4 separate regions of the Sus scrofa genome follow, and regions 2, 3 and 4 are each linked to region 1. The links are chromatin contacts, called in public Hi-C, HiChIP or PLAC-seq and promoter capture Hi-C maps. All regions are on one chromosome and are shown on one strand. The core of a region is the stretch at or near the end of the contact, and the rest is flanking DNA. Distances in the headings are between cores, read along the strand shown.

The links. Promoter capture Hi-C pulls out the DNA fragments that hold promoters and counts their contacts. A called contact is a pair of places that touch in the nucleus more often than the background predicts. HiChIP or PLAC-seq counts read pairs in DNA pulled down with a chosen protein or histone mark.
Region 2: a contact with region 1 is called in an H3K27ac HiChIP or PLAC-seq map of alveolar macrophages. The contact joins the enhancer-like site here to the promoter of ZBTB3 in region 1. A contact is called at or near these places in 9 of 47 Hi-C or Micro-C datasets (adipose tissue, alveolar macrophages, blood and 6 more) and 2 of 2 datasets of contacts at active chromatin or transcription factors (alveolar macrophages and skeletal muscle).
Region 3: a contact with region 1 is called in a Hi-C map of embryonic fibroblasts, with 2.5 times the contacts expected there. The contact joins the promoter of SLC3A2 here to the promoter of ZBTB3 in region 1. A contact is called at or near these places in 1 of 5 promoter capture datasets (fetal skeletal muscle), 29 of 47 Hi-C or Micro-C datasets (adipose tissue, alveolar macrophages, blood and 13 more) and 2 of 2 datasets of contacts at active chromatin or transcription factors (alveolar macrophages and skeletal muscle).
Region 4: a promoter capture Hi-C map of fetal liver shows a contact between it and region 1, with 2.7 times the contacts expected there. The contact joins the promoter of STX5 here to the promoter of ZBTB3 in region 1. A contact is called at or near these places in 3 of 5 promoter capture datasets (fetal liver, fetal skeletal muscle and skeletal muscle), 4 of 47 Hi-C or Micro-C datasets (brain, embryonic fibroblasts, epiblast stem cells and 1 more) and 2 of 2 datasets of contacts at active chromatin or transcription factors (alveolar macrophages and skeletal muscle).

Annotation. Positions count from the first base shown.
Region 1 is chr2:9,012,532-9,020,397 of Sscrofa11.1, forward strand. ZBTB3 (zinc finger and BTB domain-containing protein 3) reads left to right here and starts at 5,029. Exons shown (of 5, transcript XM_003353818.4): 1 at 5,029-5,666; 2 at 6,007-6,757; 3 at 6,760-7,029; 4 at 7,032-7,097; 5 at 7,100-7,866. The coding sequence starts at 5,625. The coding sequence ends at 7,581.
Region 2 is chr2:8,896,177-8,904,042 of Sscrofa11.1, forward strand. SLC3A2 (4F2 cell-surface antigen heavy chain) reads right to left here. Exons shown (of 11, transcript XM_003353809.4): 2 at 2,649-3,077; 3 at 2,107-2,280; 4 at 1,435-1,529. Among named protein-coding and RNA genes, the nearest start is that of SLC3A2, 19 kb to the right of the region's middle. Within about 2 kb of position 3,230, at least 75 of the 83 cell types and tissues checked have an H3K27ac peak or open chromatin away from gene starts, as enhancers often do. A contact at or near this core is called in adipose tissue, alveolar macrophages, embryonic fibroblasts and 4 more, where this site is marked.
Region 3 is chr2:8,915,833-8,923,698 of Sscrofa11.1, forward strand. It overlaps SLC3A2 (4F2 cell-surface antigen heavy chain), which reads right to left and starts at 3,238. Exons shown (of 11, transcript XM_003353809.4): 1 at 2,953-3,238. The coding sequence starts at 3,064. LOC100627892 (a long non-coding RNA gene) reads left to right here and starts at 3,398. Exons shown (of 9, transcript XR_002341464.1): 1 at 3,398-3,505; 2 at 3,830-3,879; 3 at 4,142-4,228; 4 at 4,457-4,504; 5 at 4,837-4,871; 6 at 5,034-5,082; 7 at 5,357-6,257; 8 at 6,498-6,521; 9 at 6,632-6,749.
Region 4 is chr2:8,933,691-8,941,556 of Sscrofa11.1, forward strand. It overlaps STX5 (syntaxin 5), which reads left to right and starts at 4,096. Exons shown (of 11, transcript NM_001243381.1): 1 at 4,096-4,219; 2 at 4,905-5,148; 3 at 7,636-7,706. The coding sequence starts at 4,924. WDR74 (WD repeat domain 74) reads left to right here. Exons shown (of 11, transcript NM_001243395.1): 4 at 76-151; 5 at 278-424; 6 at 592-693; 7 at 1,604-1,704; 8 at 1,789-1,844; 9 at 2,405-2,550; 10 at 2,634-2,690; 11 at 2,998-3,218. The coding sequence ends at 3,177.

The sequences.
Region 1 (7,866 bases), core at 3,779-6,278:
TTGAGGAATTCTTGGATGTGTGGAGAAAAAAACAAATTGTAATTTGAGTCAGCATTATTAGCAATAAATGCTTAAAACTCACTGGTTCATAATTATTTGAACACCGTGTATTATGTTACCAATGTTCTTGAGGTTATCTGCACCTATTGTGTCTGTGTGGCGTGAATGTTATATAATTGTACATGGGGGTATAAGAGCTCCAGTTGCTCTGATGTTCTCACCAACACATGATATTTTCAGTAGGGTTCGTTTAGCTATTCTAATCACTGTGGTAGCATCTCCTTGTGGTTTTAATTTTCATTTCCCTAATGACTAAGGATGTTAGACATCTTTTCATTTACTTTTTTGCTGAGTGTGGTCTTGTCAAAACTCAAGTCAAATAATTTCAATCCCCTACTTCGAACCCAGGGCACCATAATGAAACCATCACTTTGACCTACCAGGCAGGGGCCAGATCCAGCCAACCCTATGTTCTGTTTCTTTTCTTTCTGCTTTCTCCACTCCAGCCACCTTGGCCTCCCCTCCCACCTCAGGACCAAAGCACTTTCTATTTCTTCTGCCTAAAATGCTCTTGGCTCTGGGTTTCACCTGAGGGGTATGAGGAGGGCTCCTTCTCATTTTACAGGTATAAGTTTAATGTCACCACTTCTGAGAGGCATTCCTTGACTGCCAGACTCAAGTTGCCGCATCTCAATCACTCCTCTATTGTATTGCTTTGTTTTATTTTCGTCATAGAATTTTGCCCTATTTGGTATCATCTTTGTTTTTTTTTCTTTGTAAGGGCACAGCTTCAGCATATAGAAGGCTAGGGGTTGAATCAGAGCTGTAGCTGCCAGCCTACGCCACAGCCACAGCAACATGGAATCCTAGCTGAGTCTTCAACCTACACCACAGCTCATGGCAACCTCGGATCCTTTAAACCACTAACCAAGGCCAGGGATTGAACCCGCCTCCTCAAGGATACTAGTTGTGTTCACTACTGGTGAGCCACAAAGGGAACCCCTTGGCATCATCTTATTAACTTTTTTTTCCCTTTTTTGGCCTCACTTGAGACATATGGAAGTTCTCAGACCAAAGACTGAACCTGAGCCACAGCAGCTGCAACCTATGCCACAGCTGTGTCAATGCCAGATCCTTAACCTGCTGTGGCACAGCAGGAATGCCACCATCTTATCAACTTATTTTATTTTATTCTGCCTTTCTAGGGCTGCACCTGTGGCATGTGGAATTTCCCAGGCTAGGGATCAAATCGGAGCTGCAGCTGCTGGCCACAGCCACAGCAACTCGGGATCCGAGCCACATCTGCCACCTTAACACAGCTCACAACAACTGTTAACCCACTGAGTGAGGCCTGGGATCAAACCCATTTCCTCATGGATATTAGTCGGATTTGTTTCTGCTGCGCCACTATGGGAATACATTATTAACTTATACATGTGCATTTTGCCTATTCCCACCCCATGAAGGGCAGGGATTTTTGTCTATTGTGTTCTGCTATATCCCCAATGCCTAGAATGGTGCCTGGAACAGAACAGGTGCTCAGGATCTAGCTGCATCGCTAAGCGAATCTCTAGCATTTAACAGTGCATTCGGCAAATAATGGAGTTTAAGAAATATGGGTTGATTGAACCTCATTCTCATAATGAATCTATTAGTATATCTTCAAGCTCCCCAGACATGGGTTGGCCATGATAAATTCTCCCCAAGCCCCGATCTCCTTACTTCCAAAACTACAAAATCAGAGACAAGCTAGAACAGAAAGAAAATAGCTCTGGAGGAGTTCCCAGAAAGTTTACTGAAGGATTGTTTCATTTATCTTGCTACACAATAACCCTCCCCCAAAACATAGTGGCTTAAAACAACCACAGTAATTTACTTAGTTCACAAATCTACAATTTAAGCAAGACTCAATGGGGTAAGCTTACACCTGCTCCATGCAACACCAGCTGGGGCAGTTCAGCTGGGGACAGGAGGGTCCGCTTCTGTGACAGCTGAGTCACGTGGCTGGCAAATTGAAGCGGGCTGTTAGCTGGAAGCCTGGCTGTGGCTGTACCTGAAACACACATGCCCTCTTTTGTGTGGCTGGGGTTCTTCACACCATGGTGGCTGTGTTCTAAAAGCAAGTATCCCAAGAGATGGAAACTCTATCCCCCCCCCTTTTTTTTTTGCTATTTTTTGGGCCGCTCCCGCGGCATATGGAGGTTCCCAGGCTAGAGGTTGAATCAGCTGTAGCCACCAGCCTACGCCGGAACCACAGCAACTCAGGATCCCAGCCGCGTCTGCAACCCACACCACAGCTCACAGCAATGCCAGATCCCCAACCCCCTGAGCAAGGGCAGGGACCGAACCCGCAACCTCGTGGTTCCTAGTCGGATTCGTTAACCACTGCGCCACGACGGGAACTCCTCTATCCCTTTTTACGACTTAGAAGTCACACAGCATCACATTTCTTTCTTTCTTTCTTTCTTTTTTTTTTTAATGTCTTTTTGCCTTTTCTAGGGCCGCTCCCACGGCGTATGGAGGTTTCAAGTCTAGGGGTCCACTTGGAGCTGTAGCTGCCAGCCTACACTACAGCCAGACCAACGCCAGATCCAAGCCGCATCTGCGACCTGCACCACAGCTCACGGCAATGCCAGATTCTTAACCCACTGAGCGAGGCCAGGGATCGAACCTGCAACCTCATGGTTCCTAGTCGGATTTGTTAACCCCTGAGTCACGATGGGAACTCCACATTTCTCTGAAGGTCACAATCCCTTTGAGACTCAAGGTGAGAGGTTTTACTCAATGGAAGGAACATCAATGTCATCTTGTAAAATGTGGGAGGGAAGGTCTTGTTCAGACCATCTTGGAGAGTACAATCTGCTGCAAGAGTAGGTCTTGCCCAGCTAGGTAGTAGAGAGGAGCCCTTGTCATGATGTCTGTCACCTGTCTCCCAAAGATTCAAACACAGCATTAGGTCCAGCCTCTGGAGGGCAATCCCTTTTTCCTTTTTTTTTTTTTTTTTTTTTTTTTTTTTGTCTTTTTGTCTTTTTTCTAGGGCCACACCTGCAGCATATGGAGGTTCCTAGGCTAGAGGTCTAATTGGAGCTGTAGCCACTGGCCTACACCAGAGCCACAGCAAGGCCAGATACGAGCTACGTCTGCAACCTATACCACAGCTCATGGCAACACTGGATCCTTAACCCACTGAGCTAGGCCAGGGATCGAACCTGCAACCTCATGGCTCCTAGTCGGATTCTTTTTCGCTGCACCACGACAGGAACTGCTCTTTTTTTTTTCTTTTCAGGGCCATACCCACAGCATATGGAAGTTCCCAGGCTAGGGGTTGAATCAGAGCTATAGCTGCAGGCCTACACCACAGCCACAGCAACTCAGGATCCAAGCTGCATCTGCAACCTACACCACAGCTTGAGGCAACGCTGGATCTTTAACCCACTGAGCAGAGCCAGGGGTCAAACCTGCGTCCTCATGGATACTAGTCAAATTCATTTCCACTGAGCCACATTGGGACCTCCTGGAGGGCCATCTCTGAGCAAGGGTCATCCATCCAACTCTCCCTGGTTCTAGTCTCCTGCTTCTGTGCCACCAGTTCTTCCAATAGCCAGGATAATCCTGCCCCAGCTGAGTCTGAATCCTCTGACTGTGGATACTACCACAACCCCGAGGACCATCTTGGGGACACTCTAGGAAGACAGACGTACAAAGTGGTTAGGGATGTGGCTTTGAAGACAGACCTAGATTCATTCTCAGCTCTACCTTTTCTTTTTTTCCTTTTTCTATGTTCCTGCCTTGCCCTCGGCAAGTAGAAGTTCCCAAGCCAGGGATGGAACCTCCCCCACCATAGCAACCCAAACCATAGTAGTAGCAAGCTGGATCCTTAACCTGCTGAGCCACCAGGGGAACTCCAGCTCTGCCTTTTATTAGCTGTATGGCTTTGGCCAAGTTACTTAACCATGTTTTAGAAGAACCTCAGTCTCTTCTTCTGTCTAATGGGGATAAGAAAGGCTATTATGCAATTAGAAGTCATATGTTTGGCACATCGCTAGCACTTTAACAACTATTAAATAACATGATAGGTATTTTTCTAACTACTACTAATACACAAACACATAGAAGCAAAGTGTTTCCACCTTTTTCCTTGGAAAAAGTTACTGCCATTAAGTTCTTTCATTTTAGCTTTAAATTTTACATACACCTCTTTTTGGGGTGGGGGGGCTGCCCTCGCAGTATACTGAAGTTCCCAGGCTAGGGGTTGAATAAATCAGAGCTGCAGCTGCTGGCCTACGCCACGGTCACAGAAACAGGGGATCCAAGCTGTGTCTGTGACCTACACCACAGCTCACTGCAAAGCCGGATCACTGAGTCACTGAGCAAGGCCAGGATACTAGTCATCCTCATGGATACAAGTCAGATGGGTTTCCGCTGCACCACGGCAGGAACTCCTGCTTATGTTAGTTTTAATTCCTATACAATAAATACTGTATGGCTTGGAACAATATCTTGAAGAGGTGGTCCCAAGCCGAGGTCAGTGTGGCCTGCATGTCTATAGTATAAGGATGGAAGGTAGAAAGATGAACTGTCCCTAATTCTGGTTATCTGATCGGAGGGTTTGACCACAGAACAAATTGGATATACAAAGAGTGGTGGGTGGGTGAAGAGGTGAAGAGTGGATAAAAGGCAGTTACTCCTCTGGTAACCTTGTTAACAGCTAGTGCCTGTTAGAGAAGAGGCAGGTATCACTGACTCCCAATTTACATCCCTTTCCTCTGGTTGTCTTAGGGATTCTGACGAATTCTTCAGATGTGGCCACGCTCTTTATTCTCCTACCTTCAGACATTTGAAGGCCTTGAGCTCAGTCCTTCCTTTCCTATCAGCACATGCCCGCTACCTCCACTCAGAGGACACTCATCTCTTCATTGTAAGTTGGCTGTAGAGTTCAGGCTAGGGACACTACGACGGCATTCGCGCAGCTGCTAGTTCTCGGACACCACCATTGCTGAGCCAGGAGCCAGGAACCAGGAACCATTAGACCGGAGGGAGTGAGCAGGAGGGCATCGTGAAGTTTCTGAGGGAGGAAGGGACCTACAAAAGACAACTGCAGTGCAGAGAGATGTAGCTATCACCCACTGCCTTGGCAGAGTGGGCCTTCTGAGTACTACATCAGGTTGTTGTTCCTCCTCTTCCTGATCACTCTGCAGCGAGTGGTGACGGACGTGCTGTCGGATAAGACACAAGCTCTTCCCGGCCTCGCCCCGAGGGCATCTCGCTACGCCCCTTACAGCCAGGTCCCCGCCCTCCTCAGGTAGATGGAGAAGCTTAGCCAATCCCGAGGGCTCTAAGGCAAAGAAGGTGGGACGAGAAGGAAAAAATTAGGACAGGAGCGCCAACCAATCGGGCGTCTGGCTGCCTGAACGACAGCTATCAGTACCCAGTTGGAGACGCCGTCCTGAGCCAGGGGGCGGGTTGGTGGGGAGTGAACCAATCGGTGACGAGAGAAGGCAAATTCGAGCCAATTAAAACTGAGAAGGCGAGGAGTGGAGGAACACGCCCGGTGGCTGCTGGGTGGTAGGTGAGGGATCGGCTTTCCCTCTTACTTCCCACCCTAGGACTTCTTAGCCTCTGGAATGCAAGAAGGGCTCAGGGAGTTCCCAGAGTGGGGTGTAGAGGTATCGCCCGGGAAGGCCTGGGAGCGAGACTTTTAGTCGGAGGACCTGCTGGAATCTACCGGGTGGGCATCGAGGAAGCGGAGGCTGCTTAGGGGCTGGACTTCCGGGGCGGGACTTTGTAGATGGGGCGGGGCCTGCAGCTAAGGTTGGGGCGAGGGGGCGGAGCTAAAAGTAGACCGCTGGGTGCGACCTAGGAGGAAGAAGGGTGGTACTTTACGAGAGCGTGTTGGGGTCATGACCGTGCTGCCAGAGGCTTTGGGGTGGCAAGTAATAGCTCAGAGCTTACGTTAAGGTTTCTGGGGGAGGTTACCTGCCCTAACTCACTGTCCTCTCTTCCCAGGGGGACCTTCCTAGGGTCCCTTTTCCTTCTTGGGTTGCTATGGAGTTCCCAGAACACAGCCAGCAGCTGCTGCAGAGCCTCCGAGAGCAGCGGTCCCAGGGTTTTCTTTGTGACTGCACCGTGATGGTGGGTAGCACTCAGTTCTTGGCTCATCGGGCAGTGCTGGCCTCCTGCAGCCCATTTTTCCAGCTTTTCTACAAAGAGCGGGAACTGGACAAGAGGGATCTGGTGTGTATCCACAACGAGATTGTCACAGCCCCAGCCTTTGGGCTGCTTCTGGACTTTATGTATGCTGGCCAGCTGGTCCTGAGGGGAGATACCCCTGTGGAGGATGTGCTGGCAGCTGCCAGCTACTTGCACATGAATGATATCGTCAAGGTGTGTAAGCGGCGGCTGCAAGCCCGGGCCCTGGCAGAGGCAGACAGTACCAAGAAGGAGGAGGAAACCAACTCACAGCCTTCTAATTTGGAGTTCCTATCCAGCACTTCCCGTGGTCCCCAGCCTTCTTTGGCATCTGCTGAGACATCAGGCCACTGGAGCAAAGGGGAGTGGAAAGGCTCAACTGCTCCTTCACCTACTCTCTGCCCTCCAGATGAGTCACCGATGCCAGCTGGGGCTGACACCACACAGCCTGGTGTGGAGGTGGACTCCCCGCATCTGCGGGCACCTCCTCCTCCAGTGGTTGACATCTCTCTTGCCAGCCCCAGCAGCTCCACAGAGACCAACCCTGCAAACTACTTCTCTTCCAGCCTCCAACAGTTTCAGTAGAGCCATTGGCTCCCCTTGATGTGGGTTCAGAGAGTCTGAGGGTGGTGGAACCAAGGGGTACTGGAGGACCATCGCAAGGCTTTTATCCCCCAGCTTCAGCTGCAGCCCCAGTCCCAGCCCCAGTGGAAGCTGAGCTGGTCCAGGTGAAAGTCGAAGCTATTGTGATTTCTGATGAGGAGGCTGATGTGTCAGAGGAACAGCCTCGGGGTCCTGAGGGACTGCTCCCACCTGGAGGAGCAATGTATGGTGGACAGCCCCCCAGCCAGAGGCTTTTGAGGAGCCACGGGTGGCAGGACTGGAGGAAGTGGGGCCAAGTGACCACTTCTGTCACCAGATCCTCACCTATCCTACCATTTGCTGCCAGGTCCAGGGCAGTATCATCGAGGACTGGTGACCTCACCCCTGCCTGCGCCATCTGCCCTGCATGAGCCCCTCTACCTGCCTTCTGAGTATGAAGCAGCCCCAGGAAGCTTTGGGGTTTATACTGAGGATGTCCCCACTTGTAAGACATGCGGGAAGACCTTCTCCTGCTCTTACACACTACGGCGCCATGCCACCGTGCACACCCGGGAGCGACCCTATGAGTGCCGCTACTGCCTGCGCAGCTACACGCAGTCAGGGGACCTGTACCGCCACATCCGCAAGGCTCACAATGAGGACCTGGCCAAACGCAGCAAACCGGATCCGGAGGCTGGCCCCCTTCTAGGAGGGCAGCCTCTCCCTGGCTCCCCACAGGCAGCAGATAAACAGAACAGCAGTGGTGGTGGAGGGCCACCCAAGGATTTTGTACTTGGCCCCAAAAACTGACATCTGGGCACACATGCGCTGATGCTAGGCCTGCGCTTGCTACTGTTGGAGGGCGCAGCACCGAAGGTTGAAAGCATCTCATTTTCCCTGCTGGGGACCGAGTGAAGATTCTGCTCTGGCTGAAGCTTCCTACCCTTTCCTTTTCCCGACCAGATTGCAGGACTTCATGGGGCATGGCATCTCAGTCAGTCCTTCAGCAAGGGCACTGGGAATTTTCCTGAGGTGTAATCGCTCCTCACTCTGCAGTCCGGGCCATAAAGCGAGCGGTGAAACTGTCTCTTTAAA
Region 2 (7,866 bases), core at 1,980-4,479, 120 kb before region 1:
AGAGCAAGACCAAGGGTAAAAGAGTGAAATTCAAAGCACAGCCCCAGGGCAGTTTAGCTGAAGATTTGAAAAGAGGAGCCAGCTCTGCAGAACAGGCCCAGGACAGGGAACCCCACTCCCGCCAGCACCCCCGTCCCCTCTCCGTGCCATGTGCTCTCTCCTCTGGCCCCAATCTTCATCGGAGGCTACCACACCTCGTGCCTCGCCATCTGAAAACACCCCCTTCTCAGTAACTTTTAAAGGGTCTTCCAGGAAGTAGCAAGGACTGAACCAGATGACCCCAAGGGTCAACTGAAATGCTGGGAAGACAGAATTCCACCTCCAAATCGTAGTTGCCAGCAAAGTGTCAGGGCCTGTCTCTATTTGCGTTCTACTGCTTCTGAAGTGGTCAGTGTCTGAGAACCCAGGCATTAGAAACTAGGCTCAGGCGTTCCCATTGCAGCTCAGAGGGTTAAGAACCTGACAGTGTCCATGAGGATGCAGATTCAATCCCTGGCCTCACTCAGCCAGTTAAGGATCCGGCATCGCCATGAGCTGTGGTGTAGCTCGCAGACAAGGCTCAGATCCCGCATTGCTGTGGCCGTGGCTATAGGTTGGCAGCTACAATTCCGATTCAACCCCAAGCCCGGGAACCTCCATATGCCGCAGGTGTGGCCTTAAAAAGCAAAAAAAAAAAGTCACAGATGCAGCTCGGATCTGGCATTGCCCTGACTGTGGCTAAAGCATAGGCTGGCAGCTGTAGCTCCAATTCGACCCCCTAGCCCAGGAACTTCCATATGCTGTAGGCGCGGCTGTAAAAAGGACAAAGAAAAGAAAAAAGAAAAAAAAAAACTGGATTCAAAGCCCCACTTCCCAGCCTGCTGGGTACAGAGTTTAAGCCTACACCTTCAGAGAGGGCAGATTAGAGACATAAGAATAGCTGGGACAGCAAATCCCAGGGCACATGAAAGCGCCTCTGAACCTTTGCTTCCTGATTCACAGATTAGGGATAATGAAAGGGACCTTGTTTGGTTATACAGTGTATTCAAGAAGGTATATAAAATACGCAGCCTTCCCCATAGACACATAGGAAGACCCCGATGCTTGGAATTCCAGACTGGGACCCACTCCAAAACACATAAATAAGAAATGGGAAACCAGACAGGACAGGATTCCCACAGAGAAAAGGCTTCCTCTCCCAAAAGGAAGAAAATTCACATCTGAGAAATTCCCTTTCTTGCGCTGTCAACCTCAGAGTCAGGGAAACAAGGAAAATGAGTGGTCAGAGAAAGAACCAACAAGAACCGGGGTGCCCTGCTGGCCTATCCTTCTGCCTGTGGAAGCAGCAAGCAGTTCCTTGGCTGGTGCAGGGCTGCATTTACAGAACTTGCTATGAAAGCACCAATCAAGCCCCAGTATGCAGTTCCCACCTGCCATTGGTACCAAGGCGCTCACCTTCATCTTGGCAGCCACAGTGTCCACCTGAGTGGAGTCGAACCATGAGTTCTGGCCCTTATAGTTGGGAGTGAGGTCTAGAATGACCCGGATGCCTAGTACAACGGGAGAAGAGGCAGGTGTGAGAAAGACTTTGCAGTGACGGGAAAAGTGGAAATCAACAAATACAAGTCAGTAGAGTACTTCCGAGGCACTACTTGGTACAAAGGCTCAGATTTGAACCCTGGCGAAACTCATTCCATGGAAACAGAAATGTCAGCAAGTGGGGGGCAGGAATGGCGTGTAATAGAGAAGCCTGAGCTCCTCACCCTCAAAGCAAACCCTTTTACAGGTAACACAAGATTCTACTTGGATTTTTTTTTTTTTCCAAAAGGCTTCACTCTTTTACAAGTTTTAAAACCACTGATTTAGCAAAAGCCTACATTTTGCAAATAAGGGCCCTGAAGCCCAGAAGTTAAAGAATTGCACAGCCAGTTACTTCCTCTCTGAACCATTTGACAAACCCATTTAAGGCTGAAGCCTGACAAACCTCCCCTGTGCCCTCCCTAGGAAAACTCTGAGCCAGTCAGATCATAAACTGACTAAACCAGATAAAAACCCTATCCTCCCTTTGCTCTGGCCAAAAGGCCCAGCCCTTCCTAGCTGCTTTCTTTCCAACTCTAGGACACCCACTCTTTTTCTTGGCCGATTGCAGGAGACTGTCAAAATCTTCCTTAGAACCGAAAGCGGGGTCGATCTGTTCCAAGTCGGTGCCTGCGAGGTCATCCTTCTGGTGCTTGTGAATTGGGCCCAGCACAAAACCTTTCACCTTCAGGGTGCTCAAGTAATCAAGATGCCCCTTCAGGCCTGAAATGGAGAAGCAGAGTTACAGTGAGGCCTCTTCCGAGGCCCCTGATCGTCCCATTCTCTCCAACTAAGTGTTGGGGGTGAGGCTGGATCACGAGACAGAGATGCTGATGTAAGAAGCCTACCACGTTGCTTCAGAAACCTGCTGCGACAGGCAACTGGCGCCGCGGGGGGGCAGGATGCTGAGTCAGCCGCCCTCGGGAAAGAGGGAGTGGGGGGGGGTGGCCTTCAAAGGAAGGAAGGAGCTACGTCCCCGGGAGCGGTCGCGGGTCCCGGGTAGGGAAGAAAACCGTAGCAATCAATCTAAGGACAGTGACCAGTAAAACCAGGGGAGCGCCGGGCAGGGGATGGGGGAGCCCTGAACTCACTCGCTAGGTCTCCCGCGTCGCGGCCCTGGAAAGCCTGAAGGTCGCCAATGCGGTAGAGGGCGCCCTTGTGCCACCAGCTCTGCGCGGGCAGCTCGCGGCAGCGTGGCGCCTGCACGATGATGACCACGGCGCCCGCCAGCATACCCAGCCAGCCGAGCCAAAAGAGCAGCAGCAGCGCCCAGCGGGTGCGCACCCAGCCGGGGCTTCCCGCCACCTTCAGCAGCTCCTCTTTAGACAGGCCCGTGAACTTGGCTGCTGCCGCGTCTGCCTCATCGTCGGCCACCTTAATCTTCACCAGACCATTCTTCTCGGGGCCGCCCGACACGACCACGGCTGCCCCAGACGCCGCGTTCATCGGCTGCTTCTCGGGTTCCAGCTCGTTCAGCTCCACTTCCTTCATGTCCACCTCGGTGTCCTGGCTCATGGTGCCTGCAGAACCGGCGACACGACGCAGCCTTCGGTCAGCGAGCGGCTGGACGCCTACCTGCCCGGACCTCCCGGTCCCAGAACGGCCTCCCAAGGCGGCTGGATTCCGCGCAGCTTCCGCCACAACGTCTGCGGCGAGGCTGTCCCGGCCCGACGACTGGGCAGGGGAGCCCCGCCCCGGCCCGCCCCTTAAAGTGGAACCTGCGGGACTGCTCTTCCGGGGACTGAAAGGGAGGGGTGGGGGGCGGCCTAGGGAATGATAGGAACTCGCCTCCAACTGCTGTCAAGTCCAGTTCCTCATCTCGAACCGCCTACCCCTAAGGTTCCTTCGACCTGGACACCAAGAATGCTGGGCAGGGCCACCTCGAGGTGGGTGAGTGTGGTTGGTCCAGTGCCCCGGTCCCCGCTGGCCCCTCTCTCCGTTGGAAAGTGAGCCTGTAGGCGACATCCAGCCCTTCTCACCCACTCCGAAGGTTGGCGACAGCCCTGGACACCATCTTCCATTTACTCCTAGCCCAGAGTTCACCCCACCGCCTGCTCTTCCCAACTCCGGTGGCCATCTGCACTCTGCCAGCGGCCCCTCCGCCCTTGCCCCCACCAGACCTTGTCTTCTCGGGCCTTCTGGGACTTGGCGCTAAACCTTCGCTTCCCCGCAGGGCTCACTCCCACGTGTCCTTCAAGACATTCTGAATTTCGTTCAAGTAATTCGTCATTCGGCAGCTATTTATGGAGCACCCACTACAGTTCGCTGCTTTATTAACTCTAATTGAATTACCCCTAATCGAGCCTTCTCCATGGTATTTTTCAAGATGAATCTGTTTGGACAGGAGAATGGCTGACACTCCCCGATTTACCCCACCCCCAATTTCTGGCGCCAGCATGTCGGGGTGCGAGAAGAGACTGATAGGCAACCTTGGGGCTGACTCAGCATTCCAGGGCTGGGCCTCAGCAAGAGGCTTCCACCTTTTCTTTACATCAGATCAGAAGATGCCATGGCCAGACTCGTTGCCTTCCTGCAGGGCCTCCCACAGATTAGCCCGATCTCCCCAGGCTGCCATGGTTCTCTTTCCTCTCAATTACTTCACCATGCCAGGCTCTGGAGGCAGCTGTTACTGCAGAGGCCTTGAAAGGGCCACGGAGGTCCTTGGATTGAGAGTGAGGTGAGGTTCACAGCAGGGACTGCCAGACATCAACACCCTTAGGTGCCAACGCTCTCAGGAACTTCTTGTTCCTGAGCAGTGCCAGTTGGGTTATTCTCAGAGAGGAGCTGAGGAAAGAAAGTTCTTTCACCCTGGGCTGGAAGCCAAGAGAGCTGTGTGTTTGGAAGAAAGCAGAAGCCAAGATCTGAAGAAAGAGTAGACAGAAAGGGGTGCCCGAGGAGAGCTGAGAGGGTGAAAGGCTCATCCTTTGCCATTCCCTTCCCTTTATACCAGAGCCCACCCCCATCTCCCACCCAGGAAAGCCAGAACCAGGTCCTAGAGGGAGGCGGGCAGGCCGGTAGAGGCTGGAGTTCAGACTTGTGTTCAGTGATGATAAGAAGTCCAAAGTGGCCTGCGAGTGCTAAATAAATACCAACCAGGGGCTCTGAACAGACGTTATCACCAGCACGAAAGCTCAGAGTTAAAAAAAAAGCTGTGGGGTCAGACGTCCTCCTTGAGATGGTGCAACACAACACCCCCAGGAACACAGTATCTCACTCGCAGACCCCTCACGGCTCCAGTAAGATGAAAACAATCCTTTCTGTATGCAGTGCAGAAGCTAATAACATACCTCCCCGAATTTATCACCCACCACACCTGCCACAGGGACTACCCTCCAGCGACATCAGCTTTCACACACGTGTCAGTCCCATAGCACACCCAGCTTTATCTTTTTTTTTTTTTTTTTTTTTTTTTTTTTTGGTCTTTTTAGGACCACACCAGGGCATGTAGAAGTTCCCAGGCTAGGAGTCAAATCAGAGCTACAGTGGCCCGCCACAGCCACAGCCACAGCCAAGCCTGATCTGGGCCACGTCTACGACCTATGGCACAGCTCACGGCAATGCCAGATCCTTTAACCCACTGAGCAAGGCCAGGGATGGAACCCGAGTCCTCATGGATACTAGTCAGGTTCCTTACCATTGAGCCACGACGGGAACTCCAGGCCTCTGTATCTTTGTACCTGACATTCCCTCTGGGTTCTGCCCTTCCTGTTCTGCCCTTCTGCCTCATGAGCTCTGATGCATTCAAGACCTAGCTCAAATGAGTGTTTCCCAGCTGCCCCCAAAGAATTACTTTCTATCCATCTGCACCTATCTCTTCTACAATTCATGTCCTATTTTTTCATTATTTCATTTTTCATTTCATGTCCTTTCATTTTCAAGACAAGTGGTGGAGTTCCCATCGTGGAGCAGCAGTAACCAACCTGACTAGTATCCACGAGGACTCAGACTGAGGCCTTGGCTCAGCGGGTTGAGGATTCAGCACTGCCGTGAACGGTGGTGTAGGTGGCAGACGCAGCTCAGATCCCACGTTGCTGTGACTGTGGCATAGGCTGGTAGCTACAGCTCTGATTGGACCCCTAGCCTGGGAACCTCCGTATGCCACAGGTGTGGCCCTAAAAAGCAAAACAAACAACAACAACAAAAAAAAACAACACTGTATGTTATCAAGAGGAAGCCATTTTTGCAGGAAAACAAAGACCTGTAACTGTTCAACCAAATAACACAAAGTAATAAATCTAGGTGAAGGGGAGTGAAAGCAGCAGGGAAAGACTGCAGAGAAAGAGGGCTGAAGGTGGTTAGAGATCCCCAGACCCTACAATGTATATTGCTAAATATAAAATTCAATATTTGCTATAGAATGCAAAGTATGATGGCTCAGTAGGTTAAGGAGCTGGTGTTGTCCCTGCTGTAACTCAGGTTCAACCCCTGGCCCAGGAACTTCTGCATGCACGGCCAAAAAAAAAGGACCAATTGTGAGTCCTCAAAGCCTCAGGACTTTATAGGCAGATGGGAGCAGGGCCGTGAATTTGAGAGGACCAAGTGTACAGAGACAGCTCCTTTCTGATCCCATACTGCAAAAATTCATGTCCCATGTTTCTCAACAGGCAGGCATTACTTGATCTTAGCCTAAAGATAGGGACATCCCCACTACTCATGTGCAAAAAAGAAAAAGAAAATTTTGTCCAAAGACAGAACAAAGACGGGAGAATAGTTAGAAACCTAGGAGGCTGTTTTTGTCCAACAGACTGCAGTCTGCCAAAGCTAAAGGCAACATTCCAAGACCTAGAGAAAAAGCATGCAGGCTGCACCTCTAAACTACCTATCAGCCTTGAGGAGTTCAGCCACTTGAAAAACGGATGACGGCTGAAGCTAAGGAAACGAGCCCTTGAAGTCAAAGTGCAGCTGGGATGAGAGCAGGGAAGGGGGCTGACTCCCACCAAAGGGGCCCACTTGGCCGCTGTCATTAGAAGAAGCGCTGCTCGAGTGTCATTTGTTATTACAAATCCTGCAGGAGGGACACTGGCTGCTAACAAGAACTGTCAGCATTGTCTTTGTGAAGGGCGAGGAATGAGAGGAGGGATAAAAGCCAGAAAGAGTCAAAGACACACAACTGGAGCCTTCTCTTAGAAGGAGAGAAATAAATACACCGTCTGAAAAGTATCTGATACTCAAATAAATTGGACAAATAAACAAAAAACACTGCAGCAAGCCATTCTTTCTAATGCAACCAAGTATTAAAAGAGAAATACCACAGATACAGCCGATCAACTTATGTAAGAGATGCAGAAGTACTTTTAACAAATCATCCTGGAGAGATGACATGAGATAGTCGACTAATCAGAGAATATTGATCTCATCAAAATATTGATCTCATCAAAAGGCTAATTGGTGATGAGATTAAATGTTCCTTTATGTGGTCACCGAGGCATTCCAACCTCTTGCCGCAGTCATGTCACACAAGACTGGTGGGTACCATCGTTCTCCCCGCCTCCCGTCCCCTCAGAACTTTGTATCATCTCTATCATCGCATTCTTTGGAAGAAAGTCACTAAGTGCAGACACACTCAAGAAGTACAGAGATGGGATTCCCACCATGGCGCAGTGGATTAAGAATCCAACTGCAGCAGCTCGGGTGCTGCAGAAGTGCACGCAGGTATGGGTCCCGCCAGGCACAGCTGGTTAAAGGATCTGATGTTGGCGTTCCTCCCGTCGTGGCTCAGCGGTAACAAACTCAACTAGTATCCAGGAAGACTTGTGTTCAACCCCTGGCCTCACCCAGTGGATTAAGGGTCTGGTGTTGCCGTGAGCTGTGTAGACTGAAGATGTGGCTGGGATTCCGACTGGACCCCTAGCCTGGGACCTTCCATATGCCACAGGTGCAGCCCTAAAATAAAAAGGCGGGAGGGAGGTCAGGTGTTGCAGCTGCTGTGGCTCAGATCAGTCCCTGGTCTGAGGAACTTCCATTCGCCCTCCTAATTCTCTTAGAATTTCCTGGGTGACAGGAGTCTTTTGTTCTAATGAAGCCACTCTTGATGGGCTCCTAGATAGCTTCGGTATGGGGGCTGGTCACCAGAAATGCATGATTAGAGGGTTGGAATGTTCAGTCCCGCCCGTCCCCAACCTCTAGGAAGAGAAAAAGGGCTAGAGATTGGGCTAATCGCCAATGGTAATGATTTAACCAATCACACCTACACAATGAAGCCTCCATAAAAACCCCTTAACAACAGGGTTCACAGAGTTTCCAGGTCCCTAAACACATCAAGGGGTTGGGAGGGGCACACACACCCCCATACATTGCCCTGTGCATTCT
Region 3 (7,866 bases), core at 1,988-4,487, 98 kb before region 1:
CCGAGCTGCAAGTGCAACCTAAGCCACAGCTGCGGCAATGCCAGATCTTAACATACTGTGCCAGGGCCAGGATCGAACTTTGGTCCTAGTGCTCCCAAGACACCTCCAATCCCGATGTACCACAGCATGAACTCCCCACTTATTTTTTTCCTACCTATGGTTCAAATTATTATTATTATTTTTTTTTTTGGTCTTTTCTAGGGCCACACCCAAGGCATATGAAGGTTCCCAGGCCAGGGGTCTAAACAGAGATGTAGCCGATGGCCCATACCAGAGCCACAGCAACTTGGAATCCGAGCCGCATCTGCAACCTACACCACAGCTCACGGCAACGCCAGATCCTTAACCCACTGAGTGAGGCCAGGGATTGAACCCACAACCTCATGGTTCCTAGTCCAATTCGTTAACCACTGAGCCACGATGGGAACTCCTGGTTCAAATTATTTACCTTTGCATTCCAGGCTCTTCTTATCTAGCCTTCCCCAGGAAATCTTTTCCAATATTATGTACTAGGAGTCCCCTTCAGCCCATTTTTCATAAATTATACTCATATAGTTCTTTCCTTTTTCAACTTCAAGCCTGTTGCTCAAATTGTTTAACTTGAATCCCCTCCCCGTGCTGTTTCTCTATCCTTCAAGGCCCAGGCACTCCATAAAGCACTCCCTAATTCCCATGCCCACACACAACCTCCCCAACCCTATCTGCCTACTGCGGACCTTATAAATTTTCCACAACTTATCTGTTCCACTCTATACATTTTAGTACGAGTGTTCAATCATGTATTTGAACAAGCACCTAATAGCTACTGAGTAAATGAACTTATCCCATCTATAATAACTTTGTTCAAATTGGAACTCTTTCAGTACTTATTTTGCCACTTGTTAAGCTGGGACACGCATGGGGACAATATGGCAAAGGAGTGAAAACTGCTTCTTGAAGAGCAGGGAGAGGGTAGAGATTCCTACAGAGTAAAAAAGGTTTCCGGCCATCCGAAGGGTAAAAGCAGATATAGAGTGTATCAATGGAATTACGAATTCTTTTTTTTTTTTTTTGGTCTTTTTGCTATTTCTTTGGGCCGCTCCTGCGGCATATGTAGGTTCCCAGGCTCGGGGTCAAATCGGAGCTGTAGCCACCGGCCTACACCAGAGCCACAGCAACTCGGGATCCGAGCCGCGTCTGCAACCTACACCACAACTCACGGCAACGCCGGATCATTAACCCACTGAGCAAGGGCAGGGACCGAACCCGCAACCTCATGGTTCCTAGTCGGATTCGTTAACCACTGCGCCACGACAGGAACTCTGGAATTACGATTTCATAGGAAGCATTAGAAGGGAAAAGATCTTAAGAATTCTGGGGAGGGAGAGACAACAATGAAGAAAAAAATTGAGAAACAATACCCAGGGATCATGCCATTTGCTTCCTGCGAACTGCTGGTTCCCGGAATACCCAGAGAAGTGTGTGACGACAGAAGAAAAGCAGAGTAATCCAGGCTCTGCAATCAGGCCACCTGGATTTGTACCTGGGCTCTGAGAGTTCTTAGCAGGATAACACCGAGCTCGGTAACCACTCTGGACCTGAGATTCCTGTTCCATAACGTTAGCTTTACACCTCCTCCTATTCGTTCAGGTCATACAGAAGAGAAAGAGCACGCAAGAGGGGTTTTTTTTTTTTTTTTTTTTTTGTCTTTTTGCCTTTTCTAGGGCTGCTCTCGCGGCATATGGAGATTCCCAGGCTAGGGGTTGAATCGGAGCTGTAGCCGCCAGCCTACACCAGAGCCACAGCCACTCGGGATCCGAGCCGCGTCTGCAATCTACACCACAGCTCACGGCAACGCCGGATCCCCAACCCACTGAGCAAGGCCAGGGACCGAACCCTCAACCTCATGGTTCCTAGTCAGATTCGTTAACCACTGCACCACCACGGGAACTCCAATAAGAGTTTCATAAATGATTATAAAATATACTGGTACCCTAGGTGTTTACCACTAGAAATTAATAAACTAATGCTGAGTGGCCTCAGTAACAAGAGTGTCACTGACTGGAACCACCCTGACATCAGGCTGGAGTTGGGGCTGAACGCTACACCTGCAGTCCCTCATCTATAAAATGGTATTGTGCCTTTAACCCAGCAGAGCCCTGTGAAACCTTGGCAGAGTGGACCCCCCAACTCATATTCTCTGCTTGCCTTTTTGTCCATAGAAAAACTTTAGTCAAGGGATCAATTTAATCAAGAGAAGTAAGAAATTACAGAGAAAAAGGAAAACAGTTAAGAAGACAAAATAGTTTAGCCATTCAACAAAGTCAAGAACCTTTAGCTTTTCCTCAAGGACTATAGATATTCTGAGCCATGCCCTCGGAGCTCTTTTGCAGGTGCTGAAGCCCCCACCGAGTGGAAGAAGTTAACTGTATGCTACCCCCAAGCATGGAGACCCCCCAGACCAGCTGCGACCAGAAGGTTGATGATATGATGGACTCCCATTACCTCACCACCAAAGAATCCCATAAATGTCCCCAAGCCGATCAGGCCCTGCTCCTTGAACACTGTTAAGTCTCCTCACTACCTCCTCCAGGGGGCATAGTCCTTTAGGCACTAGCCTGCTGTGCTCCCTCTTGGCCTCCCCGTTAAGGCTACTTCTGTCTCCTCCTCTATTTGGCATTGGCGTAGATGCAGCCGGTATTTTGGCAACAGATCTATCTCTGGATTTAGAGGACTAAAGAATAACCAATTCATGTAACGTGCTTAAAGCGGCAATTCAAGTGTCAGCTAATGTTAGCCCTACTATAAGCCAAGCTCCCGGAGAAGTTGGACCAGACAGTAGGGTAGAGGTGACCAGTTAGAGATATCAACGGCTGTTATGAATTTCAAGAACATCTATGGCCTGATTCACCTTCCCGAAACAGTTCCATGCAAGGGCCCTCCACTCGAGCTCAGCCCGGGGCCCAGCAGTACCTGAGTTGCCCCCCGCGCTGGGACCCTGAGCACCAGGCCCCGAGTGCTCGCTGGGCGGCTGGTGCGGAACCAAGACGACGCCGGTCGAGGGTTCGTGAGGTTCGGGGTCCATGGAATCGGACCCTGCACACAGGTTTAGGGTGTGTGGTGGCAAGGGGAGCTCAGGGAAGGGTATTGGGGCAGTCGGCTATGACCAAGACGGAGCGTCTGGACAGGATCGGCGGGAAGCTGAGAACTCGGCGTCACAGCCTCACCAGCAGCCGCAGTAAAGACCAAACCTCTCTGCAGCACGATAGGCGCGCCTGCGCAACCCCTAAGCGCATGCGCTCCTTTTTCGCGCTGCAGTTTCAGGGCGTGCACATTCAACAGCAGCCTTTGAAAATCTCCATCCACAGCCCATCAGGCACGCATGCCCTCTCCTTCTGCGCTTGCGCCTGCCTTAGTCCCGCCCCCAAATCCCGTGGACCTCTGCGCGCTGGTATTTAAGTGTCTCGCGGTGCCTCTTCGGTCTCATTTTTCCCGGGCTTTCGGTCGGCGTTTTCGTTTTCTCGCGGTAAGAAAGTCGTGACGCGAGCGTGCCCGCGCCTTGTCCTTTCTCTGTGGCACCTATTAGGCTGGTGGGGGAGGGGAGAGGAAACATGGCCTAGGTGTTGAGGCCTTAGAGCGGCAAGGGCTTTGTGAAGGACAAAATGGCGATGGCGGGCCGTGCCGACTGGCCTTTCTGTGATGAGAACATTTTCACAGACCTGTACTGAGCTCCGTGAGGATAAGGAACTCTGAGGAGACCGGCCTGGCACAGCTGACGCCGCCTTAGCTTCGGAAAACGCAGCTTTGGCGAGATAATCCGAGGTCTGACCTAAGGTTCTTTTGTCTGCAGGGTTTGGGCGCGCATCGAACTCTGAAGGGTCGGGAAGGCCTGTCGTTGGAGTAAGTGCTCGTGGCCTGGCTTTGCGCCCTTTGTTTCTGTGTTGTTGGACATGTGCAGAGGTACATCGGTGTGTGCTACAGGGATGATTTCAAGAATTGAGCTCTCTCTTACTGATGGATTAGTGGAGAAAGTAAAATTTCTGAGTAGCACCATCCGCAGCCCATGTTTCATGTTTGGGTCTTTTTGTTTCGAGTTGCTAAGACACTGCGGGGGAGAGTTAGGCTGGGGGTATAGTGAAGAATGTTCTTCGGTATTTTTCAGATGTGGTTGAGTTCCAGGGAGTGTACAGGCTGGAGGATGGGACAAGACCTATCTCTGTATCGATCAAGCACGGCGTTGGTGTTCCAGGTGGGCATACGATGCTTTATGCCATTATGGGTATGAGCACAGCGCCTGGTTGGGACTTGCTCGTTCAGGTTGCACTGGCCACTCCATGATGAACGGTAAAATGACAAGCATATGCCTGAACTCAAAAAAGTGATGTCATCTTAACTACTGAGAAGTGGGCGGGGAGTACTCGAGGCTTTTTAATGGTTGTTCTTAAGTACATTAAATGCCTCCCTTTTCTGTCTTCAGCTCATCACCAATCCTAAGGAATTCAAGTGCCTCCCAGGATGAATACAGGTAATTTTTCCAACTGGGGCATTGGGGTGGCCTCTGTTGTTCCCCACAGAGCAAATGGGCAGTGAAGCAGTGTTACCTTTTTGCTCCTTCAGTTTCTTCCTTTTGCAATGATTTTCCTGGGGAGGGAGACAGCAAGCAGCACAGTTGGTTCTGTGAGGGTGTTCTCTTCCTTCACTCATATGTCACTGTCAGATGATTTGAATTGACAATGCTGATCCTCTGTGAGGTCCAACACTTAATAGCATGTTAGAGTTCTGATGGCAGTTTACATGAATGAAAAAGTGTTATCTTGTGATAGTATTTTAAAATAACCATTTGCTGCTGTTCTACAGGTTGTCTTGATGGTGATACATTCATCTGTCTTAAGGTAAGTTACTCCTACCAATACTGTGGTAAATTAATGTATGTGTGAGCGTGGGTAACTACCATCTGGAGGGAGTGTTGTCAAAGCTTCAGTTGATGACTTTCTGGGTTCTTTGTTCCTTGTAGTGGTGATTCCTGAGCTCTTATTTTGTCTTTTGTTTCCTAGATCCCTGCTGATCTGCTCATGGTCAAACTCATGGAAAGAGTTGAGAGTGGTGAGTACTTGTAACCTTGGTTATAACTTGTCTCCAGTGCCAGTGAGGAGAGCAAGCATCCTGTCTTAACCCCTGTCCTAGCCCCAGAGCCAGTAATGGTGAACCCACTGGGGCTAACAGGGAGAGAGGATGAAAACATGTTCCGTAAGGAACTGTCTGAGGTACAGCAACTTCCAGTGGGTAGCATTTGTTTAGCTTCCCTTGGCTTACATATTAGCTGGGATCCTTTTGGTTTTTTAAGGTACTCTACTGATTTCATGATCTTCTCATTCAGGGGCACCTTGTTCCTGCATCCTCAAAGGAGCATCTTGTTCCAGAGTTAAAAGGTTCCAGAGTTAAAAGGTTAGTTGATTAATGTCACCATAATATATGCCACCAAGTAAGCAGTTTCTGTGATGAATCAAACTAGCTCACTATGAACTAACAATGAAAAGATATGAACACCTGAGAAACTGGAGAACAGAGCAGTGGGATACTGTCTGCAAGGAACTTAATATCACTTACAGTTTTGTCCTTTCCTAGGTACCTGTACCATTTAGCGGCTTGTTCACTCAAAGGTGAGTGATTTATATGTTGGCACATACAGTGTACTGAGGGAGAAAATGCCTTTTTAGGCATCTACACATGATGACTTACATGGAATCTCGTTCGGCTGATGATTTGCTGTTGAGACTCGGAAATCTGAATTTTTTTTTCTTTTAAGAACTTAAGTGGGAACAAATTTTAATGTAGGAAGTAAGCATTACTGACTCATTCTTGTTTTGTTTTAGATCCATCTTTTCTGGAGCCTGAGGATGATTGGAGGTAAATCTGTTTATCTATGGCTGCTATGTAAAGTTTGCCAGTTTTTGTGTGGCACTTTGGATAGTTGTGCAGGTATTACTTAATCCAAAGTCTGCCTTTGGCCATTTGTGAACCACCTGAAACAGATTTCTGCTCACATGATGAGTTTGATACCGCCCCAGTCTGATCACTATGACTGAAAGGTATTTTCTGAGCTGTGAGTTTGCCTTAGAGTGGGAAGTTAGTCTTTTTATAAAATGTCTGTTGAGACCTACACAGCCTATTAGGGTGTCCCATTCCTCTGGGAATGGTTGACTTAGTTCCCAATCTCTGTTTTGCAGGTGAAAGGTGTAAGCCATACTCTGCTCAACTCCAGTCTGAAACTAAGGTTAGTAAATTTAAATGCATTGAGGATGGAGTTAAAATTTCCCTATGAAGAAACATTCACACGTCTTACCTCCTGTCCTAGTCCCAGAGCCTGTAAAGGTGAACCCACTGGGGCTGGCTGGGGGAAAAGAGGAAGGCTTGTTCCAGAAGGAACTGTCTGAGGGAATCTTAAGAATTTCTAAATTTGGGGAAGGGATAAATTATTCACTGAAAATGAGTTTTTTTGTTTGTTTCCAGGTTTAAAGAAAGAACACGTACTTAACACACGGGTAAGTAAGTATCCATTCACGTACTTGTGTTAAATATCAGACTAACTATATAAATACAATGTTCTAAGTCCGTTTTAGTAAGAACCCTAAACTGTTCTTTTTCTCTGCAGGAATCCAACTCTTGGAGGACATCAGAAGTGGAATTTTCTTATACAACCTACCTATTCAAATTAGCATATAATCTTTCTAGCCTTTCTAAATAAATAAAGGGATTTTTTTGTAAACCTTGACTGCTTCTGTGTTTGGATGGACTGGACCTAGGTGAGCAGGAGATAATATGATCCCAGGGAGATTGTTACTTGCTTTGCCCTACTTAGCATAACAGTTTGCCGCATATTAGTCTAACCCAGGAAAGCATCCAAAGAGCCTCCTAGACCTTTAAGGAGTTTTCCTTCCTATCGATGCTTGGCCTAGTTGTCCTTGCTGGGTTTGAGTGACCCTTTACGGGGAGGAGGAGAACGCCAAAAAGTCCTTTGGATCAGTCCCAAAGATGACCATTTTGTAAAGGTTCTTTATGTCACAAAGAATTCAGCGAGAGGAGTTCTCTAGAGGATGAAGAAAAGCGAATGCTCCCTCACCGTTGGGGATGTAAATTGGCACAACCACCTTGGAAAACAGTAAGGAGGTACCTGAGAATCCCACTCCTGGGCATTTATCTGGACAAAACTAATTCAAGTAGATAGACGCACCTGGGTGTTCATTGCAGCGCCATTCACAATGGCCAGACATGGGAACCTAAATGTTCATCTACAGATGAGATGGAGATACGGCACATACACGTGAGGGGGATACTGTGTAAAAACTAATGCCATTTGCAGCAGCATAGGTGGAACATAGGATACTAAATGAAGTAAGCCAGAAAGAAAAAGATAAATAACATGTAGCACTTGAAGCTTGTGGAATCTAAAATAATGGGACAGATGACCCTATCTAAAAAGACAGCTGAAAACCAATCACAGCCAAAGCCAGCAGACTTGGGGTTCCCATGGGGGGAAGAGGGAGTAGGATGGGTAGGCATTTGAGTGGGTTTGGGTGCAAACTTAAGTTTGGAATGGGTGGGTGGTGGGGCCCTACTGTACAGCACAGGGAAATGTGTATGTTGGGTCTCTGCCACACAACAGAATTTGAAACACTGTAAGTCAACCGTACTTTTAACAGTAAAAGGAGTTCCCATTCTGCTGCAGGACTAGGAACCACAAGGTTGTGGATTTGATCCCTGGCCTCAACGAGTGAGTCATTACCTTAAGCTGGGATGGGTGTTGCTGGTGTGGCCATGGCTGTGGTGTAGGCCTGCAGCTACAGCTCTGATTCAGTCCCTAGCCTGGAAGCTTCCATATGCTGCAGG
Region 4 (7,866 bases), core at 2,846-5,345, 80 kb before region 1:
CATTACCACTGAGCCACAACAGAAACTCCCTGGCACTTTTTTTTAACCTAAGCCTATCCTCCCTCTTCCTTGCAGCACCCTCATCACGTGTGTGGAATCTGGGATACTTCGAGTGTGGCATGACAATGACAAGGAAGCATCCTCTGACCCAGTGAGGCTCCCCTGCTCAGATCCTGATGGTTGGGGAAGGTGGGGCCCAGGGTAGGAGCCACATGAAGGCTTTGGGGGAGGAGGATTAAGGACTCAGGAACTGACTTTCATCTCGCATTCTTTTCAGCTCCTAGAACTGAGAGTGGGCCCTGGGGTGTGTAGGATGCGCCAGGACCCATCTCGCCCCCATGTGGTTGCCACGGGTGGGAAGGAGAATGCTTTGAAGGTGTGGGACCTGCAGGGGTCTGAGGAGCCTGTGTTCAAGGCCAAGAACGTGAGTGACGGTGGGTGGGAAGGGGCCGGGTCTAAGATCCAGGGAGGCTTCGGCCAAAGACTGTGAGTCAGAGACCAGATTGGCTTTAGGGGATAACGATGGAGGGTGGGAGGAAGGGGCACTCTGAGCCCCCCACAACCCTGACCCTCATCTACCTGCCCCACCAGGTGCGGAATGATTGGCTTGACCTGAGAGTTCCCATCTGGGACCAGGACATACAGTTCCTCCCTGAGTCACAGAAGCTGGTCACCTGTACAGGGTACCATCAGGTGACACCCCACCCCACCCCCTATGGCTTTCTGGGTTAAGCAGCCTCCTAGAGGAACAGCTTTGCTGTGTAATACATATGCTTGGTCCCCGCCATTGGGAGAGCTGCCCTCTCACCATCCCTCTTCCATCCCGGAGCTCCCAGAAGAGGGACCACTTCCCCCGCCTGTTCCAGCCCAATAGCTGAGCCAGTGACCTCTCAGTGCATTCTAGGAAGGAGTTTCCTGAGCTGTGATTCGTCCTTTTCTTCCCATCTGTAAGAGAGAAGAAGGGAGTAGCCCCTTCGTTGTAGAATCACATGGTGCGGGTGTCATGAGAAGACACGGGGCTGGGTGCCAAGAGAACTGGGTTCTGGGCCTGACGCAGCCTCTGACTTGCTTTGGCACCCAAGCCTGAGCCTCTGGTCTCTGGCCTCAGTGCCTCACCTTCACATAAAAGGCCCAACTGGGGAGCTATCACTTGGTCTCATTTGAAGTCCTAAGACCCAGGCAGGGTCACTGTATTTGTCACTTGCTTTGCTCTTGCATGTGGAAGTCTGATCATGTTGCTACGCCTCCACTCAAAACACATCTGAAGGCTTCCTCTCTCCTTTCTTGTTCAGGCTTAACTTCTCTCCTTGAAATTCAGCTCCTCTGACAATTAGACCGACTTGCTTTTCCATCCCGAGAGGGGAAGATGGGGGGGATGGAATGTTCACACCTGCCACTCCCCGACCCTGGTGGACCCCTCCCCTCAGCCCGGTACATCCACGCTCCTCAGCAGCTCTCCTCTGCCCCCCAACGCCCAGAGAAGAAGGGTGCGTTTCAACTTCAGGAGAGCGGTGTGTGAAGGAGGCTGGGACGATGTGGAGGAGCCACCGGGAGCGGGTATGGGCAGTGAGGGTACTGCTGTGATGCCTCAGTCTTCCTCCAGGTCCGTGTCTACGATCCAGCCTCCCCCCAGCGCAGGCCAGTCCTCGAGGCCACCTATGGAGAGTATCCACTGACAGCCATGACCCTCACTCCCGAGGGCAAGTGAGTGTTTAGAGGGCAAAGTGGGGCTTGGGATGGACTCCAGGGAGCTCCTGCTGACCCCATTGCCTCTCGTCTCCTCCTCAGTTCAGTGATTGTGGGGAACACTCATGGGCAGCTGGCAGAAATTGACCTTCGGCAGGGTGAGTGGATGGACTAGCCAGCCTGAGAGAGGGGAGGAAGGGTGGGATTCCCTCTCAGGTGGTGCAGCGGAGGCACTGAGCCCTCTTTCAGGTGCCAGGTTGCCTGGGTTCAAATCCTGGTTCTGCCAAAAGCTGTATGACCTTAGACAAGTTATTTTGTCAATTCCTTGTGTGCCTTAGTTCCCTCATCTGTAAAATGGAGATGAGGTGACTGTCGTCTCAGATTAAAGATTGAAACAGGCGTTTCCGTCATGGAAATGAATCTGACCAGGAACCATGAGGTTGCGGGTTCGATCCCTGGCCTCGCTCAGTGGGTTAAGGATCTGGCGTTGCTGTGAGCTGTGGTGTAGGTCGCAGACGCGGCTCGGATCTGGTGTCGCTGTGGCTCTGGTGTAAGCTGGCAGCTACAGCTACAGCTCCAATTAGACCCCTAGCCTGGGAACCTCCATATGCCATGGGTGCAGCCCTAAAAAAAAAAAAAAACATAAAGTCATTTGAACAGTAACCAATAAATGGTTGTTGGCTGGCCACCTAGTGCTGATGGCTCTCCCCTCCTCCAGGGCGTTTACTGGGCTGTCTGAAGGGGCTGGCGGGCAGCGTCCGAGGGTTGCAGTGTCACCCTTCAAAGCCCCTCTTAGCCTCCTGTGGCTTGGACAGAGTCCTGAGGGTACACAGGATCCGGAATCCACGGGGCCTGGAGCATAAGGTAAGCACCTGCTGCCTCCTGTGCCCCGCTTCATGTTTCTGTTTCAGTGGACTTGCCTCCTTAAGGCCCTTCATCTTTTGCAGGTTTATCTCAAATCTCAACTGAACTGCCTCCTCCTATCAGGCAGGGATAACTGGGAGGTAAGCAGTCGGGTCTGGGAATGTGGGCATCAAGGGCACAGGTGTGAGGATTTTCCCTGTGAAGAGAAAGGGCAAGCAGCTGGAACTCAGACTTGGGACCGTCCATCCACCTGCCACGTTAACTTAATTTTTCGGGGGCGGGGGGGTGTTAGTATAGTCCTGACAGGATTACTGCCGAGGGTGACATAGGAGCATAGATGAGAATGTTTCCCGGAGCAGGAAATAAGCAGGGTGGTACCTGGAGGAATTTACTCCCTTTGGCTGTGAGTCTGCTACCGTGCCCTGAGTTTTTCTTCCCACTCACCAGGATGAACCCCAGGAGCCTCAACAGCCCAATGAGGTGCCCTCAGAAGATACAGAGACAGATGAACTTTGGGCTTCTTTGGAGGCAGCTGCCAAGCGGAAGCTCCCGGATTTGGAACAGACCCAAGGGGTTCTCCAAACCAGAAAGAGAAAAAAGAAGCGGCCTGGGTCCACCAATTCCTGAAAAGCTTGTGCTCACTTTGTAAATAAACTGCTTAATATGAACGATGATCCTGATCCTTTTGTGATGGGAGAAAAGAAAGAGCGGTGGCTGCACCCTGAGCTGGGGTGGTGGTGGGGTGTCTGACGTCACAAAAGCAGGGCCGCGAGCAGCAGGCTGGCGGCTGGTGTGGGTGGCACCAAGTGCAAGGCCGAGCGGGGCCATGGGCTGCTGCCAAGACAAGGACTTTCAGACGGATGTGCAGGCCAAAGAGAGCATGTCAGAGGAAGGTGGGACCAGAGACACACAAAGGGGGTTCAGGGAGTGGGCTTGGGGACTTCCCGATAGAAGGCTGGACTAGGGAGGGTAGAGCTCAGCGGGCCTCTTTATCCTCGCAGGCACTGAAGGGGTTGATGGGGACTCAGAGTACCACCAGCATCGTAAGTCGAACGATAGCCTTCTGATCACCGTGCTGTGGCGGCGGCTATCCTTGTTCAGCCGTCGGGGCTCCACGCGGACAAACAAGAGGCAATCAGTCCTGGGTCAAAAGCCGGGTTGTAAGATCCCGGAATGCAACCGGGAGGGGATCCCGGAGGAGCCAGAAAAGGGTTGACCCAGCCCTGCTCTCAGTTCGCCCCAGCCTCCAGAGAATAAACTTTCTAACGTGTACCTGCCTGAGCGCTTGCCCCTCAGCTGCTCGCTTTAGGCGCACAGGGCGCGGGCACCACCAGCGCGGAGGGCTCTTTAAGGCTCCTCCCCCGAAGCTGGCCCAGCCCCCCAACTCCGCCTCTAGTTTCCCTGGGGGGGGTGGGGCCTCGGAGGCGGCCTAGCCAATGGGACAGCGGAGTTGCTCCGGCTTTTGGGTTGGGGGGCGTGTCTCTCGGGTCGCCGGGCTCGAAAAGGCATGCCACCGCCTTCTCGTCACCGGGGGTGGGGTTACGTGTGGGTGACGTGGCGGCTTCTAGTCTTCGGTCGGGTTTCGGCGGCTTCGGCGCCGGGGGAGGAGGCGGTGACGAGCCGGGAGATTGTGGCAGTGGTGGCGGCGGCGGCAGGCGGCAGAGAGGAGGTAGGGTCACTCTAAGTGGGGTCTGGCCGCTGTGTCCGCCCTGGGCAGCTCTTTCCGGGGATGGCGCCGGGCCGGGGGAAGGGAACCAGGGGCAAGCGGGCAAGTCCTGCCGGCCCGGCTCGGAGTGAGCGAATACCTTGCCCTCCAATCAGGAAAGCCCCTGTTGAGACAGACGTCGGAGTTAGCCAATCAGTGGTTGCAGTCGTCCAGAAGGTGGGACTTGGACGGGGGTGGGACTTCCTGCTTCAAATAAACACCTATAGCTTTCCCCCCTCCGCCCACCCAAGTGTGTCCCTCTCAGGAGGTCGCTCACCGTCACCGTTTTTCCCTGACGAGTTGAGGAACCCGTGGATGCGAAAAAGCCCAGTTAGGGCCTGGGACAGTTGCATGGGCCGGGCTGGAGCCTCGGGGCCACAGGACCTGCCTTTGGCCCTGCCTCTACTTCAGGGCCCGGGTCCGCGGTCTGGCCTCCAGAACCAAGTTGGAAGAAGAGTCTAAGGAGCGGGAAGGCTTGGGCCGGAGAGGCAGCGGGGTCCTGCCCGTTGCGAGACGTCCCCAGGATCTACGGGTGGCTTTGGGCGCGCAAGTCCGTGCCAAGTGCAGAGGGAGTCCGAGGATTTGCTGGTTGGGGGGCTTTGTGGGGAAGGAGGCTGACTGGGGAATGACACTCTCCCCTCCACAACAGTCCGAGGTTATGCGTCTCAATGATCCCGCGGAAACGCTACGGGTCTAAGAACACGGATCAGGGTGTCTACCTGGGTCTCTCAAAGACGCAGGTCCTGTCCCCTGCAACTGCTGGCAGTAGCAGCAGCGACATCGCCCCTCTGCCCCCCCCAGTGGCCCTGGCCCCTCCCCCTCCCGACACCATGTCCTGCCGGGATCGGACCCAGGAATTCCTGTCTGCCTGCAAGTCCCTGCAGAGTCGTCAGGTAAGGACCTGGAGTGGGAAAGGCTGAAGTGAGCCTTACTCAAGCCTGGGAGAGGCGGTGCTCCAGCACTGCTGATTGAAATAATTACTGGGGGAGTCTGACGAAGAACTGACCCAGCTTGGCGGGGGTAGTAGGACCTCCCAAACAACTGAGAAGAGGTTGGCTAGCTAATCTAGAGGCAAGGATCTAGACCTTATCAGGGATCCCCTGAGTGTAGAGTTGCTATTCTGGAAGGAATATCTCAGGGAGAGAGATGGCAGCAGTATATTTGGTTTGGATGAGGAACAGATTCCAGAAAGACCCGTTAGCTCAGGGACAGGTACTTTGAATTCTCGTTCCAGTATGATTCTACCAAGTTTTCCTATGACAACAGGGAAGTTAACTTAGTTAGAACTCAGTTTTTGTTTTTGTTTTTTGTCTTTTTTTGCCATTTCTTGGGCCGCTCCCGCGGGTTCCCAGGCTAGGGGTCCAATCGGAGCTGTAGCCTCCAGCCTACGCCAGAGCCACAGCAATGCGGGATCCGAGCCACTTCTGCGACCTACACCACAGCTCACGGGCAACACCGGATCGTTAACCCACTGAGCAAGGGCAGGGACCGAACCCGCAACCTCATGGTTCCTAGTCGGATTCATTAACCACTGCGCCACAACGGGAACTCCAGAACTCAGTTTTTACATATATGTAAAATGAAGGAACTTGTCCTTTTCTTTCTTTCTTTTTTTTTTTTGGTCTTTTTGCCTTTTCTAGGGTTGCTCCCTGAGGCATATGGAGGTTCCCAGGCTAGGGGTCAAATCGAAGCTGTAGCCACCAGCTTACACCGCAGCCACAGCAAATGGGGATCCGAGCCTCGTCTGTGACCTACATCACAGCTCACAGCAACGCTGGATCCTTAACCCACTGAGCGAGGCCAGGGATCAAACCGGCAACCTCTTGGTTCCTAGTCGGATTCGTTAACCACTGAGCCACGACGGGAACTCCACTTTTCTAAATTTTTATCAAAATCACTTTGGAGGAATTATCCTTGTGGCTCATCGGAAACGAATCCGCCTAGTATCCATGAGGATGCAGGTTCGGCCCCTGTGAGTTAAGGATCCCATGTTGCAGTGAGCTGTGATGTAGGTCAAAGACACAGCTTGGATCCCGCCTTGCTGTGGCCGTGGTGTAGGCAGGCAACTGTGGTTCCTATTTGACCCTTAGCCTGGGAACTTCTATATGCCACAGGTGTGGACATAAAAAGAAAAAAAAAAAATCACTTCGGAGCCCTTTTTAAAAAGTGAGATTTCTTTATCCTGGTCCAGACTTTCTGAATCCAAGTGGAACCTTAGTAACTGTAAATTTAAATGTTTTTACTGCTCAGCTCTTGTTAACTGCCCTGCTATATGATCTCCAAGAGTTTTCCATTTATCCTCTTCAGTTCCCAGAGTGGAGGAATAGAATGGTAACATTAGTTACCATTTATTTAGTGCTTATAATGGACCTGGTATTGGCTAAAATTCTTTGCATCCCTTATGTTTTGTTTTGGTTTGGTTTTTTAGGGCCTCACCCACGGCATATGGAAGTTCCAGGCCTAGGAATCAAATCAGAGTTGCAACCGCCACTGCTTCTGCGCCCTACAACACAGCTTGCAGCGATGCTGGATCCTTAACCCACTGAGTGAGGCCAGGGATCAAACCTATATCCTCATGGATCCTAGTCGGGTTTGTTAACTGCTGAGCCATAAAGAGAACTCCCCCATATATATATATATATATTTTTTTTTTTTTGGTCTTTTTTAGGGCTGCTCCTGTGGCATATGGAGGTTCCCAGGCTAGGGGTCTAATAGGAGCTGTAGCTGCCAGCCTACACCAGAACCACAGCTACTCCGGATCTGAGCCGAGTCTGCGACCTACACCACAGCTCATGGCAATGCCAGATCCTTAACCTACTGAGCGAGGCCAGGAATTGAACCTGTGACGTCATGGTTCCTAACCACTGAGCCATGACGGGAACTCCCCCCCTTATATTTTTTAATTTTAGCAACAACAATAGGAGGTGTCTTCGTTTTATAGAAGAGGAAATAGAGATTCAGAATGGTTTATGTAACTTGTCCCAAGCTCCCATCTAGTGATTGGTGATGTCAAGATTTGAACCTGTGTCTACCTGTGTGGACTGTCTGGTGGAGGATGCCACTGGTGCTGGAGGATGAGTTTAGCAGACACCTGAGGAATAGTGAGAGCTGGAAATGGGGAGGGAAAGCTAAAGTTCTGCCTCTTGGAGTTCCATGGCTCAGCAGAAATGAATGTGACTAGCATCTGTGAGAAGGCGGGTTCGATCCCTGGGCTCCCTCAGTGGGTTAAGGATCCAGCTTTGCTGTGGCTGTGGCTGTGGCCGGCAGCAGCAGCTCCAGTTTGACCCGTAGCCTGGAAACTTCCATGTGTTGCGTGGGCGGCCCTAAAAAGAAAGCCAAAAAAAAAAAAAAAAGGTCTACCTCTTGACATTGCCTTTCAGAATGGAATCCAGACAAACAAGCCAGCTCTGCGGGCTGTCCGGCAGCGCAGTGAATTCACCCTCATGGCCAAGTGAGTTGAGAGTAGTTTTGTGGTGGGATGACTAGCATCTAAAGAGAAGTAGCCTTGCCTGTGGCCTGGGCTCCAGGGGGGCTGGGGTTGGTGGTGCTGGTGCTAATGTGGGAAAGGCCCTCTCCTTCGCTTCCCCGCAGCGTTCTCACTAACTCCCGTT